Linked DNA regions of Mus musculus: all the other regions are linked to region 3. Evidence: chromatin contacts called from public HiChIP or PLAC-seq and promoter capture Hi-C data. All regions are on one chromosome and are shown on one strand. Each heading gives the region's core, a stretch centred on a gene start, on an enhancer-like site or on the middle of the called end of the contact. The rest is flanking DNA. Distances are from core to core; before and after follow the strand shown.

What was found. Promoter capture Hi-C pulls out the DNA fragments that hold promoters and counts their contacts. HiChIP or PLAC-seq counts read pairs in DNA pulled down with a chosen protein or histone mark.
Region 1: a contact with region 3 is called in an H3K4me3 HiChIP or PLAC-seq map of the 230-238 cell line, with 11 read pairs. The contact joins the enhancer-like site here to the promoter of Tfb1m in region 3. A contact is called at or near these places in 9 of 39 promoter capture datasets (the 3T3-L1 cell line, the C10 cell line, the HPC-7 cell line and 4 more), 1 of 15 datasets of contacts at CTCF or cohesin (the NIH/3T3 cell line), 15 of 484 Hi-C or Micro-C datasets (CD4 T cells, CD8 T cells, the G1E-ER4 cell line and 9 more), 7 of 115 datasets of contacts at active chromatin or transcription factors (the 230-238 cell line, astrocytes, embryonic forebrain and 4 more) and 3 of 9 other capture datasets (adipose tissue, liver and macrophages).
Region 2: a promoter capture Hi-C map of the HPC-7 cell line shows a contact between it and region 3, with 4 times the contacts expected there. The contact joins the enhancer-like site here to the promoter of Tfb1m in region 3. A contact is called at or near these places in 7 of 39 promoter capture datasets (the 3T3-L1 cell line, 3T3-L1-derived adipocytes, the C10 cell line and 3 more), 1 of 15 datasets of contacts at CTCF or cohesin (the NIH/3T3 cell line), 3 of 484 Hi-C or Micro-C datasets (the HPC-7 cell line, cortical neurons and pre-B cells), 2 of 115 datasets of contacts at active chromatin or transcription factors (the NIH/3T3 cell line and embryonic stem cells) and 1 of 9 other capture datasets (liver).
Region 4: an HNF4G HiChIP or PLAC-seq map of pancreatic cancer cells shows a contact between it and region 3. The contact joins the promoter of Scaf8 here to the promoter of Tfb1m in region 3. A contact is called at or near these places in 6 of 39 promoter capture datasets (the C10 cell line, the HPC-7 cell line, liver and 2 more), 1 of 15 datasets of contacts at CTCF or cohesin (the NIH/3T3 cell line), 16 of 484 Hi-C or Micro-C datasets (CD4 T cells, CD8 T cells, the G1E-ER4 cell line and 10 more), 4 of 115 datasets of contacts at active chromatin or transcription factors (extraembryonic endoderm stem cells, memory CD8 T cells, pancreatic cancer cells and 1 more) and 3 of 9 other capture datasets (adipose tissue, embryonic stem cells and liver).

The regions. Positions count from the first base shown.
Region 1 is chr17:3,090,475-3,094,567 of GRCm38.p6, forward strand. It overlaps the pseudogene Gm41522. Among named protein-coding and RNA genes, the nearest start is that of Scaf8, 22 kb to the right of the region's middle. Within about 2 kb of position 2,432, at least 58 of the 459 cell types and tissues checked have an H3K27ac peak or open chromatin away from gene starts, as enhancers often do. A contact at or near this core is called in the 230-238 cell line, CD8 T cells, Th1 cells and 4 more, where this site is marked.
Region 2 is chr17:3,222,483-3,226,246 of GRCm38.p6, forward strand. No RefSeq gene overlaps it. Among named protein-coding and RNA genes, the nearest start is that of Gm34035, 59 kb to the right of the region's middle. Within about 2 kb of position 2,144, at least 21 of the 459 cell types and tissues checked have an H3K27ac peak or open chromatin away from gene starts, as enhancers often do. A contact at or near this core is called in the HPC-7 cell line, where this site is marked.
Region 3 is chr17:3,555,516-3,559,096 of GRCm38.p6, forward strand. It overlaps Tfb1m (transcription factor B1, mitochondrial), which reads right to left and starts at 2,240. Exons shown (of 7, transcript NM_146074.3): 1 at 2,066-2,240. The coding sequence starts at 2,198. 1700102H20Rik (RIKEN cDNA 1700102H20 gene) reads left to right here and starts at 2,309. Exons shown (of 2, transcript NR_045303.1): 1 at 2,309-2,389.
Region 4 is chr17:3,113,054-3,116,714 of GRCm38.p6, forward strand. It overlaps Scaf8 (SR-related CTD-associated factor 8), which reads left to right and starts at 1,919. Exons shown (of 20, transcript NM_134123.3): 1 at 1,919-2,365. The coding sequence starts at 2,336. A230045G11Rik (a long non-coding RNA gene) reads right to left here and starts at 2,231. Exons shown (of 6, transcript XR_003952289.1): 1 at 1,534-2,231; 2 at 1,135-1,292; 3 at 235-294.

The sequences.
Region 1 (4,093 bases), core at 1,182-3,681, 460 kb before region 3:
TGGCTGTGATTTTTTTTTTCTTGTAACATCTCAGTGTTAGTTCCTGGTTTTTAATAGCATAACAGTTTTATAAAGGCCCTGTAATGAATACTTGAAAGTGTAACGACTTAAAGGAGGAGGCTAGAAATTTACAGTCTGTCTCTGGGGCTTGGAGGGAGTTAAAGGAAAGACAGCAATGAGGAAGTGGCGAAAAGCTGGAAAACCATGGGAAGATCACTGTTAGATAGAGCTTTCCCCCATCCACTCCCCCCCCCCCAAATTTCTGGGACTTCTTAGAAAGAGCCACTTTCCCTATTTAAATACTAACGAAGTAATTAACCTAACTGGACTATAGTTTCCCAAAATTATGCCATTATCTAAACATTACCTTCCAATTCAATGAGAAGTTTTCCTTCATCAGTTCATCAGTGGATTTTCTTTATCTTACTAGTAAAAGAAAGCTAACCTAGTTTAATTGTCATATACATACAAAAAATCCACAGTAATGGAATTGAGGAAAATTAAAGAATTAGTTACATATATTGGATGAGTAATTATTTGTAAACCCTTATAAGGAACACCCTTAGAATCAAGAGTGCAAAAACGGGGCCAGGAGCTGGCTCAATTGCTAACAGCTTGCTAGGCAAGCATAAAGACCTGAGTCCAATTTTCCGAACTCAGTTTTTAAAAGCCAGACATGGTAGTGCTTATAATTCCCACACTGGAGAAGATAAGACTTGCAGCTCACTGGCTAGCCAACTAAGAATACTTGGTGAGTTCCAGGCTAGTTTTTAAAAAACCATGTCTCGCCAGGTGGTGGTGGTGCATGCCTTTAATCCCAGCACTTGGGAGGCAGAGGCAGGCGGATTTCTGAGTTTGAGTTCAGCCTGGTCTACAAAGTGAGTTCCCGGACAGCCAGGGCTACACAGAGAAACCCTGTCTTGAAAACAAACAAACAAACAAACAACAACAACAACAACAAAAACCATGTCTCAAACAAACAAAACAGTAAATATCACCTAAGAATTACACCTAAGGTTGTCCTCTGATCTTTGAATGCACAGGCTTATGTGTACACAGGTACCCATGTGCATGAACATAGCAATGCATGCACATGAAAGACATGACAAAACAATAATTATTTACCTTAAGATAGGTAATTGTGACTTTTTTGGCATCTCTTATGAAATCTTAAACATCCAGATAAATTCTTGCCAAATTCCTCACACATTTCTCCATTTTGCTCCGGTAACATCTCTGAAGTCATACCTCTCTGGTCTAACTTTATAGGGAATACAATATTCACACATAAACATTCTGGAACTTCTTTCTCCATACAGGGCAGGGGAGATGGTTAATTTAGTATTGTGCTTATTACACAAGCATGAGGATCAAAATTTGATTCCTAGAATTCCTGAAAAGAGCCAAGTGTGGTAGCATGTACTTTTAAAGTCAGTACTTGGGAAGTGGAAATGGGTGTGGTGACAAACACTTCTAATCACAGCAGACTTGGGCAGATCTCTGAGTTTGACTCCAGCCTGGTCTACAAAGCAAGCTCCAGGACAGCCATGGATTCAGAAACATCCTGTCTTGAAACAAACAAACAAAAAATTGGCAAAGGTAGTAGGAGAAAGAAAAGGGGACTTGCGAGATACTTTAGTCAGTAAATGCCTAACATTCAAGCATAAAGACATGAGTTCCCAGCACCCCCTAAGAAGCTGCACACAATGGCATACTTGTAATACCAGTGCCGGAGAGGCAGACACACGGTGATCCCTGAGACTTGTTGGTCAGGCAGTCTAACCAAACCAGTGAGCTCCAGGTCTTAGTAAGAGACCCAATCTCAAAACAAGATAGTCTATTTCTAAGGAATAATACTTAAAGTTGACCTCTGGCTTCTACATGCATATGTACATACATATAGGGCCACATACAACATGTTTACCAGCACATATGTGAACATGTAGACACCAGCATACACCACAAAAAAAGCAAAAGGAAAGAAAGAAAGGGAAGGAAGGAAGGAAGGAAGGAAGGAAGGAAGGAAGGAAGAAAAAGGAAGGAAGAAAGAACAAGAGAGAAAAGGGAGAGAGAAAAGAGGGGTCTTTAGTAATTAGCCTTTGTGCAGTCTTCAATTGCATTGAGTGTCTTCATTATTGTTTGTTGGACTCTGCCACAAATAGAGAGACTGAAATTATGAAACAACTGGAATACATTGGGATGCCCCACCTTTGGCCAAGCTCTTCCTCTTTGGTTATCTCCTTAGACAACGCTGTTGGGGCGTGTAGCTCCTTTAATTCCACATCAGACATGAAGTATAATTGAAAAGCCTGGTCAAAGTCTTGCTGAGCCTGTATAAAAATGTAAAAACTCATGTTGAAAAGAGATTTCACATCTCCAGGCAGCTGGCTGAACAGGTTTTCCATCTGTACCACGTGTAGTCAGCTGTTCCATAGCCAGCTGCTCTATGGCAGGGGTAGCCTTTACATCTTCACTGTGGTAAACAGGAAGTGGTATATCTTCTCGAGAAATTGCTCCATCTCTGGGGTAGAGTGAGACATGGAATAAAAATAGAGATGGTTTGCTTCCTATTCCACTTATTACTCAAAGAATTAAAGTCAATTTATGTTAGTCATTCTAAATTAAGTTCTGTATAAAATAGGAAAAGGTTGTTGACTTTGTTATGATATACACCTGTCTTGAAAATGGAACCTGAAATTCCTCCTGCTTTAGATTTCCTCACAGAAGGCTAAAAAGATCAAAATATGGTAGAGAAGCTATAACCTAATATGTTTATAGCAGTTGGCAGACATTGATTACAGGATACTGTACAATTTGCCTTAGAACTATAAAGAATCCTAATATCTTCCTAGTTACTATAGTCATTTATGATTATTTAGCAGGTTACTGTCTTCATATTCTGCTTATCACTAAATTAATTCATAAAAAGAAAAAGATGAACACATCTACCCTGAGCCATAGAGGCCAGATATAGCTTAAGGATAATTATACATTGGGTTGCTTAGTGACAAATGTAAATTAAAAATGACAATGCCCAATTTATTATATTCAAAGGAATGAGACCCTAGTCTCAGAATTTTGAGTACTGTTCAGTGGATGAAAATTATCCGGCAATTACACTATGTGATATCTAAGTCTAGGCAGATCACAGTTGTCTTTATCTCACAGGGCTAAAATGTGTTGAATGTTATTAGCTATGAAATATCACCTCAAGAGCATCAGCCTTCTGCTGTTCAAATGATTATCCAGGAATCTGTATAGGACCTATGCCTTTTACAGAAAGAAATCTGGGTGGATTACCTGCCTTTCCTCTGCCAGTTTGTGTTTATGAGTCCATCCATAGAAATAAAACTTGGAAGCTGGACAAAGTGGCACATGCCTATAGCTCTAGCTCCTGCTGAGGCTGAAGGGGGAGAAAACATTACTCAACCCAAGAAGTTGAGGCAGCCTGGGTAACATAGCAAGACCCAATCTCAGAAAACAAGAAAAACAAAAGCAAGCCCCAGTGTTCATAAGGTTCCATGTCAGGCCTAAGTGAGGATGACCTCCAAATCTGTCTCCAGCACTCATGTCATTATATTCCTGGCATATCAGAGAATGGCAATTGCTGTAAAAGTAGAGCAGATGGAATCAACAGTGTCAACAAATTAACATGGAATATTCCTTATCCTAGGGCATGCTCCTTTGTAACTGAATGTGGCACTGCCAAGCCAGAAGTATTCTCTAATTACTGCATACATTAATATGAAGAGTAAAATTCCATTCCATTTCATATGTAGCTCACTTCTTAAAGGGGGGAAAGAAAATCCAGGCCAACCAGAGATTTTACTGGAGCAGAGCTCATCTTATGTAGGTCACGAGCCTCTGTGAATCCTTCAGCCTAGAAGATCACCAAAAGACATAGAAAAAGAAAACATGCCTTTAATTTTAGTAATACGGACTAGAAACCACTGATCTCACCAAAACTTCTCAAAACACTTGTGATGCAATATATTCACTCAGATGAGACTAAAAATGGATCATTTTGAAAAGAGCAGCCTTTTAAAACAGGTATCAATCTTCAAATCCTGTGTTCAGCATCCTGTGGAAGATG
Region 2 (3,764 bases), core at 894-3,393, 330 kb before region 3:
GGGCAGTCATCCTATAGAAAACAAATTAAGAATTTCAGTTGGAAGGTATCTCACAACTCCCATGATCAGAATTCCTGAGTGTGTGTGGAGAGTGTAAATAGTCTTAGAACTATTAGAATACCCAAATGAATTTGCTTAGCAATTCAGGCAAAGGGCTGGCTAGATGGCTCAGCCAGTCTTATGTGCCTACTACCAAGTCTGACAATTTGAGTTCCACCCTGGGGAAGGGAGACATGTCTCCCAAAGTTTGCCCTTTGACCTTTGTATACAGGCAGCCCAGCCCACTCGAGACACAAATGAGCTAAAAGTGTTGAGAGCTAGTGGAAGAATGTTGTGGCCTTAGCCAGCCAGCCAGCCGGCCCACATATATGCTCGGTTTTGAGAAATGAAGATCCTGAATTGTAACTTCCTGTGGAATTATCATCCTGAAAAAGATACTTAGATTTGGTTCCTACCAGCTTCTTTTTTCAGTTGGGGCATCTTGGTTCTCAAGTGGACACTGAAGAACTTTAGATGTGCTGGTATTTGAAGCGAATTTTGTCTTAATTTTTATTCAGCATGTGTGTGTATGCACATGCACAAGAAGTTGCATGGGCATGCCCCTCACACGCCTTTCCCCCTGCTTGAGGCAGGATCTATTCCTCCCATGTTGTACACATGTCCCCTTAGGGACTGAGATTACAGGATCTTGAACTGTGCATCTGGCTTTTATGTGGGTCCTAGGGATTTGAACTCACATCTTCTTGAAGCAAGCACATTTACAAAAACGACTGAGCCACTTTTTCCAGCCTTGAGTTTCTTACAATGAATGCAGTCAGTTCTTGTTGCATGGTAAACCACACAGCCTAGGCTCTTATCCCAAGAGTTGAAGACAGTGAGCAAACAGAGCATCCTGCAGTGTTAGCCATGTTCATTGGAAGAGCTGAGAGACTTCTATTTCCTTTTGCACTGCCCATTTCAAACTCCCTTGCAATAATTAGACACCTTCTGAGAGAGGATGGTGTAATGAGCATTGAATACATTGAATGTATTTTTAAGTCACTGCCAACTAGTCAGCTCTTTAAAGAAGGTCCAAGTGAGAATTCTAGTTCCACAAAAGTATCTAGGAACGTTAGGAGGAGTTCCGCAGTGTGCAGGCAGGGACGCTACTGGCTATAACTATTTCTTGACTCCGCCCTAGCTTCTTGGCCTTTGGTTGGTGTAAAATGTAAGTTCAGACTTTCCGTTTCCCTACTTATTTAAATGACAAATTAAGTAACAACCCTGAACTTACAGTCGTTTTAGTTGGGCTGGGCATGAATCCTAGAGACGGTAACTCAAGACTGAACTAAACAGTTGGTAGAGCCTGATACTGTCCATTCCTGGTTTCTTGGTAACATTGAAACTAAAGCGCCTCTTTGTAAGGTGTCCACATTATCATCATCTGTGAGGGGAAGCCTGCTGTCTGCAGAGAGAGAGACCCAGAGGCAGGAGGAAGTGGTCTACTCCTCTACATTCAGATAACTCTAAACCAGGACTTGTATTTGTTTGAAAGAGAACAGACTGGTTGGAAGTAGCTGTGTTGTCTGTCTCCTGGCTGAAAAAGCTCTCCTAGGAATTTGCCCTGGCTTCACCTTTGCTGATTTGATTTTTAATATAGATTGTTCTTTGCCTTTTTTTTTTTAAAGAAATTAAAAGGTGTTTGGTGGCTAATGGGGTTTCTGGACTCCCTCCTAAAGCACACAGGGTCTATATCAAACCATAGTGAAGGTGGGTTGCTGTTTTTCTTTACAGCTGAGCTGTGTGTTTTAATGAAAAATTAAGAGGTTTTATTGAATCCAATAAGGACAAGAATTAGCTTAAGCCCATGACACAAAATACTTGATTTAAGTTTCTAAATGAGAAAGAAGATTCTGAAATTCCTGCCATTAGAACAGTCCAGAAATAGCATTGCCCCCTGGGTGAAATAAATAAAAGTCAGTAGAAGCTGGAACACCATGGTGCAAGCTGTAACCTGGAATGCATGGGAGTGGGACCTGTTCTGTAGTTCAGGTTGGCCTCAAACTCAGAGACTGTCCCTAGTCTCTGCCTACTGAGTGCTGCACCACCACCACCTCCCAGCCCCAGCAGGAATGTTTGGCCACTAACAAGCACCAGCTCCAGGGCATCTGGTGCCCTCTTGTGGCCCATGTAGGCATTGCATGTTTTATGGAACAGGAAGCAATGTTCACAGTTATCATTTGGAGCGTACTATAGTTTTGTTGTCTTTCTGTTATGCCTTTTGAGAGTTTTGCTATGAACTTCTCTGGAGCTCCCTTACTGTCTGCCTGCCTCTCTGAGAGCTGGGGTTATTCCTGGCTGGGTAATTTTTACAGGTTTTTACTGTTTCCTTCCCCCACCTGTTGTCCAGTTCATCCCTGCATCCCTGGACAGAAGCCTCAGCCTCCTGAGCAGGTGGGACTCGTGGCATTGCCCCCACACCTGACTTAGCCCGCAGTGTTTCCATCCCTCCTCCTTTGCCGTCTCTAGCAGCTTTGCCACCAGCTCACTTGTGCAAGGTTTTGCTTCTGGTCTGTGCTCATGGGGCCCAAACACTCTATGATCATACTACTAGCTCCCTCAGAAGATGAGAAGGCCAAGTGTTTTAACCCTCACCCTCAAGTGAGTAGTCTTTACGTGGGCAGGAGACTCGACCTGGGGATAATTACAGCCACAAACCTTTCGAAGTATAAAATTGTTCTCGGTGTTAAACGTGGATTATTGAAGTCACTAGAGACTCCGTGTAAGGCGAGCTGCCTTTGTTAAATGTGAAGGTTTCTCCACTCCTGCCCCACTCTTCTTTCTTTGAAAAGACATAATCAGTCCAGGTGCCTCTCTCTTCCCTACTGTCTTCTGTTGGGTTCCAAATTAGTCCAACCCTGGTACTGTTTGGGTAGAATTTAAAAGTTACACGTGTCCTCTCTTATCTCGTTTCCAATTCTCTGTCTATCTTTGTCTCTCGCTCGCTCCCTCTCCCTCCCTCCTTCTCTCTCTCTCTCTCTCTCTCTCTCACTCTCTCTTTCTCTCTCTCTCTCTCTCTCTCTCTCACACACACACACACACACACACACACACACACACACACACACACGTCTTGACAGAGCAAAGCACGCAGCACTGCATTGCATAAGCACAGAGTGAGTGGGCTGAGCAGGTGCAAGGTAGAGCGCTCAGGTTTTCCGGTGCGTCTTCACCACTCCTAAATACCACTAAGGGACCTGGCTCCCTCACTCTTTCTTGGTTACTCCTGAGAATGTCTTCAGAAAAGCTGTTCCAAGGAAAATCTATTCCATTTTTAAGTTGTAGTATAATCCATTTATAGTGATAAGTTTCACAAAGACATTTTTTTTGTGTCACCTCCCATTAATCTCTCTTGTCTCCATGCCCGGGCCTTGTCTTCCTTCCCCACATAGTCGACTTCACTTTCCTATCTGAGAGGTAGGCTGGCAGATGACTGATAGGTAGGTTAGGGAGATGGTGGAATAAATGCATAAATGATAGATAGGTCAATAGATGATAGGTATAGATTGATGATGACTGGGTGGGTGGGTGGAGGGATAGATGGATGGATGCATGCATGAATGGGTGGGTGGGTATGTGGATGAATGATGATGGATGCATTGATGGGTGGGAGGATGGATGGATGCATGGATAGGTTGGTGGATGGATAAATGGGTAGATGGATAGTTAAATGGATGGATGGATGGGTGGATGGGTGGGTGGATGGATAGATAAATGGATGGATG
Region 3 (3,581 bases), core at 990-3,489:
AGTTTGATTTACTACCAGAAATTTTAAGCTTTGCAAATGCTCATGTTAAGATGGAATTACTAACTGTTCAGTTAGTTTAAGTTGGCAGAACCTAAGAAATCACACACATAAAGGTAGCCACTGTAACTAACCATCGCTCTGGAAAAAACACAATGGACTGCTTTTATTAACTGCAAGATATTAAAACCCACACCTCCTTGGATGGTGGAAATTTTGTTACTAAATACATACTAGCACTTCTTGTCACTGTACAGTCCCAGTTGATGGTTATTATCTATCTAGGTAAACTTAAAGGCAAAATGTTGCTTACGTATTTCCAAACAGTATTGTACAGCTACAGTGAGGAAATCAGCAGCCCTAGCCAGCTTTGCGTCTTGGTACGTACATGCCCTAACCTAATTCCTGCAGCTACCACTCTAATATAATTTATCTGAACTGCACGCTGTCCTTGTCTATTGTTTAATTTGTACAATGTCATAAAGAAAAGCAAATGGCTGGAGAGGACCTCGAACCAAGGTGGGGATTCTAAAACCAAATCATTGTTTGGTTACCAGTTACCAACTGGTCTCTCGGAGGGCATCAGAGTCATTTATTAAACCAGGGAATTCTGAACTCAGTTTGAAAATGGAAAGCAGCAACAGGTGGGGCAGTGGTTTCATTCTTAAACTTTGCAGGAACGCTTAAGTGCAACCAGACATAGACGAGGTGTCAACCCCCTAAGTCTGGTTCAACCCTGCTCCACCTGAGTTCTCTAGGACAAGCACCTTTATTTGCTTTCACTCTGGTTCCCCCTCCCCCCACCCCACCCCCCACCCTCACAAAGACTGAATAGAGAACCTAAGAATCTGGAACTTACTCCAGGGACACACATGAGAACATAGATAACAAATTGAATGGCTGGTGATGTAATTCAATTAACTGATAAGAGTGCTTGCCTAGCATGTGTGAAGCCCTGGGTTACACAGTCAGCAATCAGTAACTGAGCATGGTGGCATATGCTTTTCATTTCGGTTCTTGGGAGAAGGCAGGAGGGCCAGACACTCAATAACACCTGCCATGTAGTGAGCTTGAGGCCAGCCTTAGACATAGGAGACTGCATTTCAGCAGAGAATGGTGCTTATATTTAGCATGTGCTTATATTTAGCATGACTGGGAGAGGATGCTAGAACCAAAGAATCTAAAAGTAGGCATCCTAAGGTCCTTGTAGGCCTTTCTATCAAATAAGAGATGAGAAAACTTAAGTGGAGTTAACTGTTTTACCCAAATTCTACGGGTCGAATAAAGGCTCCAAAAACAAGAAATAAAAGTAACTTATGCTTTGTGGTCCATGCAATCAAAATTGATTTTGGGGACGGAGTGTGTGTATGACACACTTACCCTTTTAACTTGAGGGGGTTAACATGCTAAGTACTCCAACAGTCAGCTAGCACCTTTATTTGCAACAGATGGATCTTATTCTCAAGAGGAGAGCATTACTATGACATGGGTGGTAAGTAAACCAACAAACACCTGTGAAAACTCATCAAAACATGGGTGTCAAACTGGTGACCTTCACCCTATATAAGTTTAATCGCATAAAAGTAATTTTTAAAGAAGCCGGAGAATGTCAACTTATTAACTGCAAACTCAGGGCTGTTGTTGGGACGGTGGTCCCAGCATTGGCACAAGGTAGCTGTAGGCGCCGTTTGGTTAGTATGACTTTACAGAGCGAATCTCCAGTCCCTAGAGGGATCCCTAGACTTAAGTGAACGTTTATCCTATTTACTCTCTTGGTTTCGTTTTTGAAAGAGTCCATCTGTTTCTAACTGGCGGCAATCCTCCTGCCTCTGCTCCTCGAGTGCTGAGCTTACAGACGCGCTTTACTGAGCCGGGCTAACGAGAGGCAGGTTGGCGCATCATAAAGCGCGCGGGAAACATCTCCCGCCCGCAAAGCGGTCGACCAGTCGTCGCCCTAGCCCGCGAGGACCGGAGGAGCAGCGCTTGACTGACAGCCGCCCGCCCCAACCCGCTCCATCACCCGGCCGCGCCCACCACGGAGACCCGGGCGAACTGACGACTCAGCCACCTGTCAGCCTCAAGTCCAGGAGGAAATTCTGGGAAAGCTGTTTCACCGCTCGCAGTCCGAACAACTTAATGATCTCCCGAATGGTGGGCAACGGGGGAAGGCGGAAAGTGCCGAGCTTCCCCGAGGCAGCCATGAGAGACCCACATACACAGCCACGCGCAGCGGCTGGAAAGGTGCACGGCGCGCAGGGGGTGGGACCTTGGAGAAGACTGCCCGCCTCTGAGGCCACCTGGTTGGATGGAGAAACCTGCCGGAAATGACGAAACTGACAGGAAGTCTGTATGTACTGGGAGCTCAGGACGCGTCAGGCCGAAAGCGGTGCAGGTTGGGAGAGGAGAGGGGGCGGAGGCTAGGAGGCGTGGTCTTTGTAACCTCTGGGAGGCTCCGCAGGCCTTTGACATTCCAAAGGCTTGACTTTTGATTTGTAGCAGGAAAGATGGTGATTGGTTGCTTGCTGTTTGTAGACTGGTTACCGCCCCACCCCCGTAGGCTAGATACTTTTTATTTCTTCGCGTCCATTACTTCTTTCAGAACTTAGTTCCATAGAGAACTATAGGCTTATTTAAGGTAAGCCTGCTGAAAACCGAGTTTAAGACTTAGACTTTAGAGCAAATGGCTGAATGCCAGCCCGTTAACAGCACCCCAGCTTTAACCAATAGCAAGAGACCAACTGACTCAAGTAAAGCAAAAAGCTAACCGTAACCAACTAAACTGTGTCTCTAGATAATTTCTCTTTTCTTGTCATTGAACAATGTCCATTTTCTGGCCGGAGTTGTTTGAAAGAATTCCAAGGGCTGCCTAATTTTAGAATGGTGAATGAAAGCCATTCTGGGTCTTTAAATATGCTGTAATTTTGTCTCTTGAGCTAAGCACTTTAAACTTCGAGAAGTGTTTTTGATACCACTTGTTACTATTTCATATTCCCTTTTAAATCTCTCAGGTGTAGTCTTGCGAAACAGGACACATATTGCTAACTTCCGATTAAAACAGGATCAAGAAAGCCCTGCGAGGCCACGAATTTCGTAAAGCTGGAAGTTCACAGATTCCAGCTGTAGTCTAGTGCATGCGCGGTGGCTGCTGTTTTTAAGCAATGCCAGCAAGGTCAGCATCAGGACCACTCTTTTAGCCTTTGAAGCTTTTTCTAAAAGCTCATTCATGCTGCAAGCATTGTGGTCTCTCCACTGCTCTCAGAGTGAACCATAAAGGGGTTGCTCTTTTAAAAAGCTCAACTAAAAGAAATGTGTGCCAGGTCTCACAACTGAGTGGTTTGGAATTATTCGCTCACTAATTGTTACCATACAGATTCGGGTAGATTTTATTATTACGTAGTGGTGAAAGTGAGACTTGGGGCGGTTCAGCCACTTTCCCACACTTCAGAGTGGAAACGGAAGGCTTACTCATCAGGCAGGGAATCCAATGGAGAAAGGCTATTTGAGGGTTAAAATCCAAGTACCAAGAGAAGACAAATAGGTTCTGTCTTCCTGTGATGTCTGAGAACACAAGAAAGAAATGAAAA
Region 4 (3,661 bases), core at 669-3,168, 440 kb before region 3:
GGGGGATATTAAAAATAATAAAAAAAGATTATGAACTCTAAAGGGTAGGGGGGACGGAGGATTTCCAAGTGGAGAGGGATGGATGGGCTGGTATGATATAGGAACAATGCTCATTATGACATTAACAAACTAAAATGGTAGAAGCAGCAGGAGACAAATTGTAGTTTTCAGAAGAAGTGTGGAGGAGGTGGGCTTTGCTTAGCTTACAGTAACAGTGAATGTTGTAAAACTAACCTGGCCTTTGAGCTCCTTGAATGAAATTCTGTGGGAAAGGTAGTGTCTCCAAGGGTTCTCCTGAAAGAGAGACATCTTTCATTTGCCACTGTATGAGTCCATGATCTATGCATATTTGGGCATTCATATGATTAAAATCACATACCACTCCACATGCACACTCCTGTACACATGGGCTTGTATGCATACAGACCCCTTTCTAGTTAGAAGACATATATGGTAAGAATAAAATAAATGGTATGATAAATTACCAGTGCCATGGCACTATAAAACTATATATTCTATACTTTAATTCTATTGGTAATAGGATAGGTTTACTTATGCCAGAACCATCTCTAACATGAGATACGCTGTGCACTGCTATGCTAAAATGTCTCTGACATCATATGATGGGACTTTTCAGTTTTATCATCTCTTATGGACAGAGAGCAGACAAATGCTCTCTGTTGTCAAGGGACAGTGTGGAAGACTGCCATGTGCAGAGAGGTAGCAGAGCCTTCACACCAATGCAAGATGGAAGGATGTATTTAAAGGGCAATGGAAAAGTATCACAGGGGGTTAAGCAAGGGATGTGTCTAAAATATATCATTTTGGCTACTGTCCAGAAAAATGCAAGCTACTCGGAGACAGCAGGATCGTCAGGGTTAGGCCTGTGAGTACTGGAAGAGGTGGAGATGATCTGCTTTAGAGATAGCAGGTGAAAAAAATGGAAGAGTCCCATTGTAATTTTTACCTTCGAAACGGCCAGCACCAGGAGCAAAGCTGTGAATGAAGCCGACTTAAAAGACTATTTCATAAGCCTCTTGACTTAGCTCTTAGGAAATACTAATCTAAAGCAGCCCATCCCCCCACCCCTTCCTTTTGCATGAATTTGGGAAGAGCGAAGGCAATTAGCAGTACCTGTGGGAACGTTCAGTGGGAACAATCGTTCCCCCGCCGGGTTTAACTTCAAGCAAGCACGAAGCATTTTCACCCGTACCACGTCTGGATCCTAAAACCCGCAATTATCCCTCTGCTCCGATAACCTGGGGCCAAATTCCTTCGGAATAACCCACCTCCTAAAAAACCAAAAACAACAACAAACAAACAACAACAACAAAACCAGGTTGCATATCCGCGTCCAAACGGGGGCGTTCCGGGTTCCTTCCCGCCTCCGGGGTGCCCAGGCCCGGCTCGCGCAGCTCGCATTTCCCGCACGGCGGCTGCACGCGACCCGAGCCACCTCGTGTGTGCAGCGTCTGTCCCCCGCCGCCAGGACGCCGGGGCACAATGGTGGCGATGAGTAATGTAAGTCAATACCCGCTAAAGTTCTCAAAGGCACTTCAATCCCTCCTCCACCGCAGGTGCCATCCCACCCGGAAGCGGCAACGAAGACACCGTAGTTTCCTCCATTCGGTCTCTTCCCCTGAACTTTGTTTTTGCTTGTTTCTAGAGCGGCGCTCATCCGCGGGATCGGCCACCCGAAGCCCCTCCGTCCAGCCGCAGCGCTCGCTCCCGCGGCCCGGGATGAGGACAGCCAAGGGCCTCGGGTCCCCCGCTCCCGCCGCAGCGACTCCAGACGCTCTGGCCCACGCCATCTCTATGGTCTGGCGCGGCCGCGGACCTCGCGCGGCCTGGTCGCCAGGGGGCGCGCTGGCTGGCGCCGCCGACTCCGAGTGCGCGGCTCGACCGCGTCCGCCATATTGGATGCCGCAGCCGCCGCGGTCAGCGCTTCCTCCTGTGTCTTCGCTGCGCGCTGCAGGTTCCCGCGGCCTAGGCGGCAGGGAGGTGACACAGGAGCCCGTGGGAGGAAGAGGAAGGAGGAGAAGGGGGTGGAGAGTGGAGGGGGCCGAAGCTTGAGTGTGGAGGCCGCTTCCGAGCGAGGCGGAGAAGCAGAGAAGGCGCCGCGCCAGCCCCTCCCCCGCCGCCGACCCGCCCCGGCGGCCTCCGTCCTGCTCACTGCGCCCGCCCCGCGGCCATGCTGGGGCCTCGCCGGCGCTGAGGAGCGTCGCCTGCTCGCAGTGCTCCGCGGCCTCCTGGGCCCGTCGCCCGCCTTTCCGCACGCATCGCACCCGGCCGCCGCCTCTTCCTCCGTCGGGCCCCGGGCCTCTGCGCAGACAACATGGAGGCCGTGAAGACCTTCAACAGCGAGGTTCGTACCGCAACCCGGCCTCCCCGCCAGGCTCGGCCCGGCCCGGCCCGGGGCTCGCGAGCCGAGCAAGGGCGCGGGCCGCAAGCAGCCTCCCCCGGGTGGGGCGACGGCGGCCGGGCGGCCGTGGGGGAGGGGAACGGCCCGCGCCCCTCCCGGGGCCGGGCAGGGCTGAGGGAAGGCAGGGGGAGGGCCGGTCCCCAAGGCGGCCGCGCCACGCTCCCGGGTGGGTTCCACCGAGGACTATCACCTCCCACCCCCCACCTCGCGCACGGCCCGTGGCCTGGCAGGGTCTGAACTGTTTGCAGGACATCACTCTGCAGGCCCTCCCCGGTGGTGACTGAGGAAGCTGACACACGGATGCGAGGCCCTGGAGAGGACCCACGGTGTGGTGATCCATGGTCACGTTACACGTAGTGTTTATTATTGAGGTTCTGTTGACTAGGTGACTTGGCAGCCAGGGACTTCGCTAATTGGATGGTTGGTAGCAGGCAAATTTATTCTGCGATCTCCCCCCCCTCCTTTTTTTTTTTTCTTTTTTAATTTCTGCTTGCCCTTCTGATCATCAGTTAGGGAGGAAAAGACACAAGTGCTCGGGAGAGTGTGTGCACTCAGAGGGGGTTAGAAGCTTGGAGAATCATTTGCCAGGGCCTCATTCACATGTCAGGCCAAGCAGATTTTTAATTTTCTTTTTTTAATGCAGGTGTCCAATTTTTACTCTTTGCTGGGTTTACTGATCTGATTGGAAGGCAGGCTTCGACAAAATAAATTCGATTTCTTCTTAAGGAATAATAGCAATTCGGACATTAAATGTAGCAAATTCCGGCTCAGCTCAGCATTATCTACTTGTACCTTTTAGAAACATAATTAAATGTATGCTAATTAGCATAGTTTTCAGAACTTTTGATTTGGGGATGTTAATGCTCAGTAATATGACATTTAATGTCTTAAGTACATGAGTTTTTAAAATAGCATCTGTGGCTGCCCAAATGGGACAGTGCTCTTAAATGCCTTTCTGCAATTTCATCGTAATTTTTGTTTGTTTGTTTATTTATGGTAGGTAGCCTTGGGAAAGGCTGCAAAAAGGGTTGTTGAAAGTTAGATCAAGTTCTTGAATATGCGTCTTACTTTAAGTAGTGGTGACCTTCCTGATACTGAGAGCAATACATTTGGAAATCTTGTGAATTTATAACTGATAATATGGGCAGTTATCCTCTTATGAAACTTAATTCTCTCTCCCAATGATATATATTTAGAATATGGAATAAAAGGAATTTAGTGATACTGTAAATAACTTTT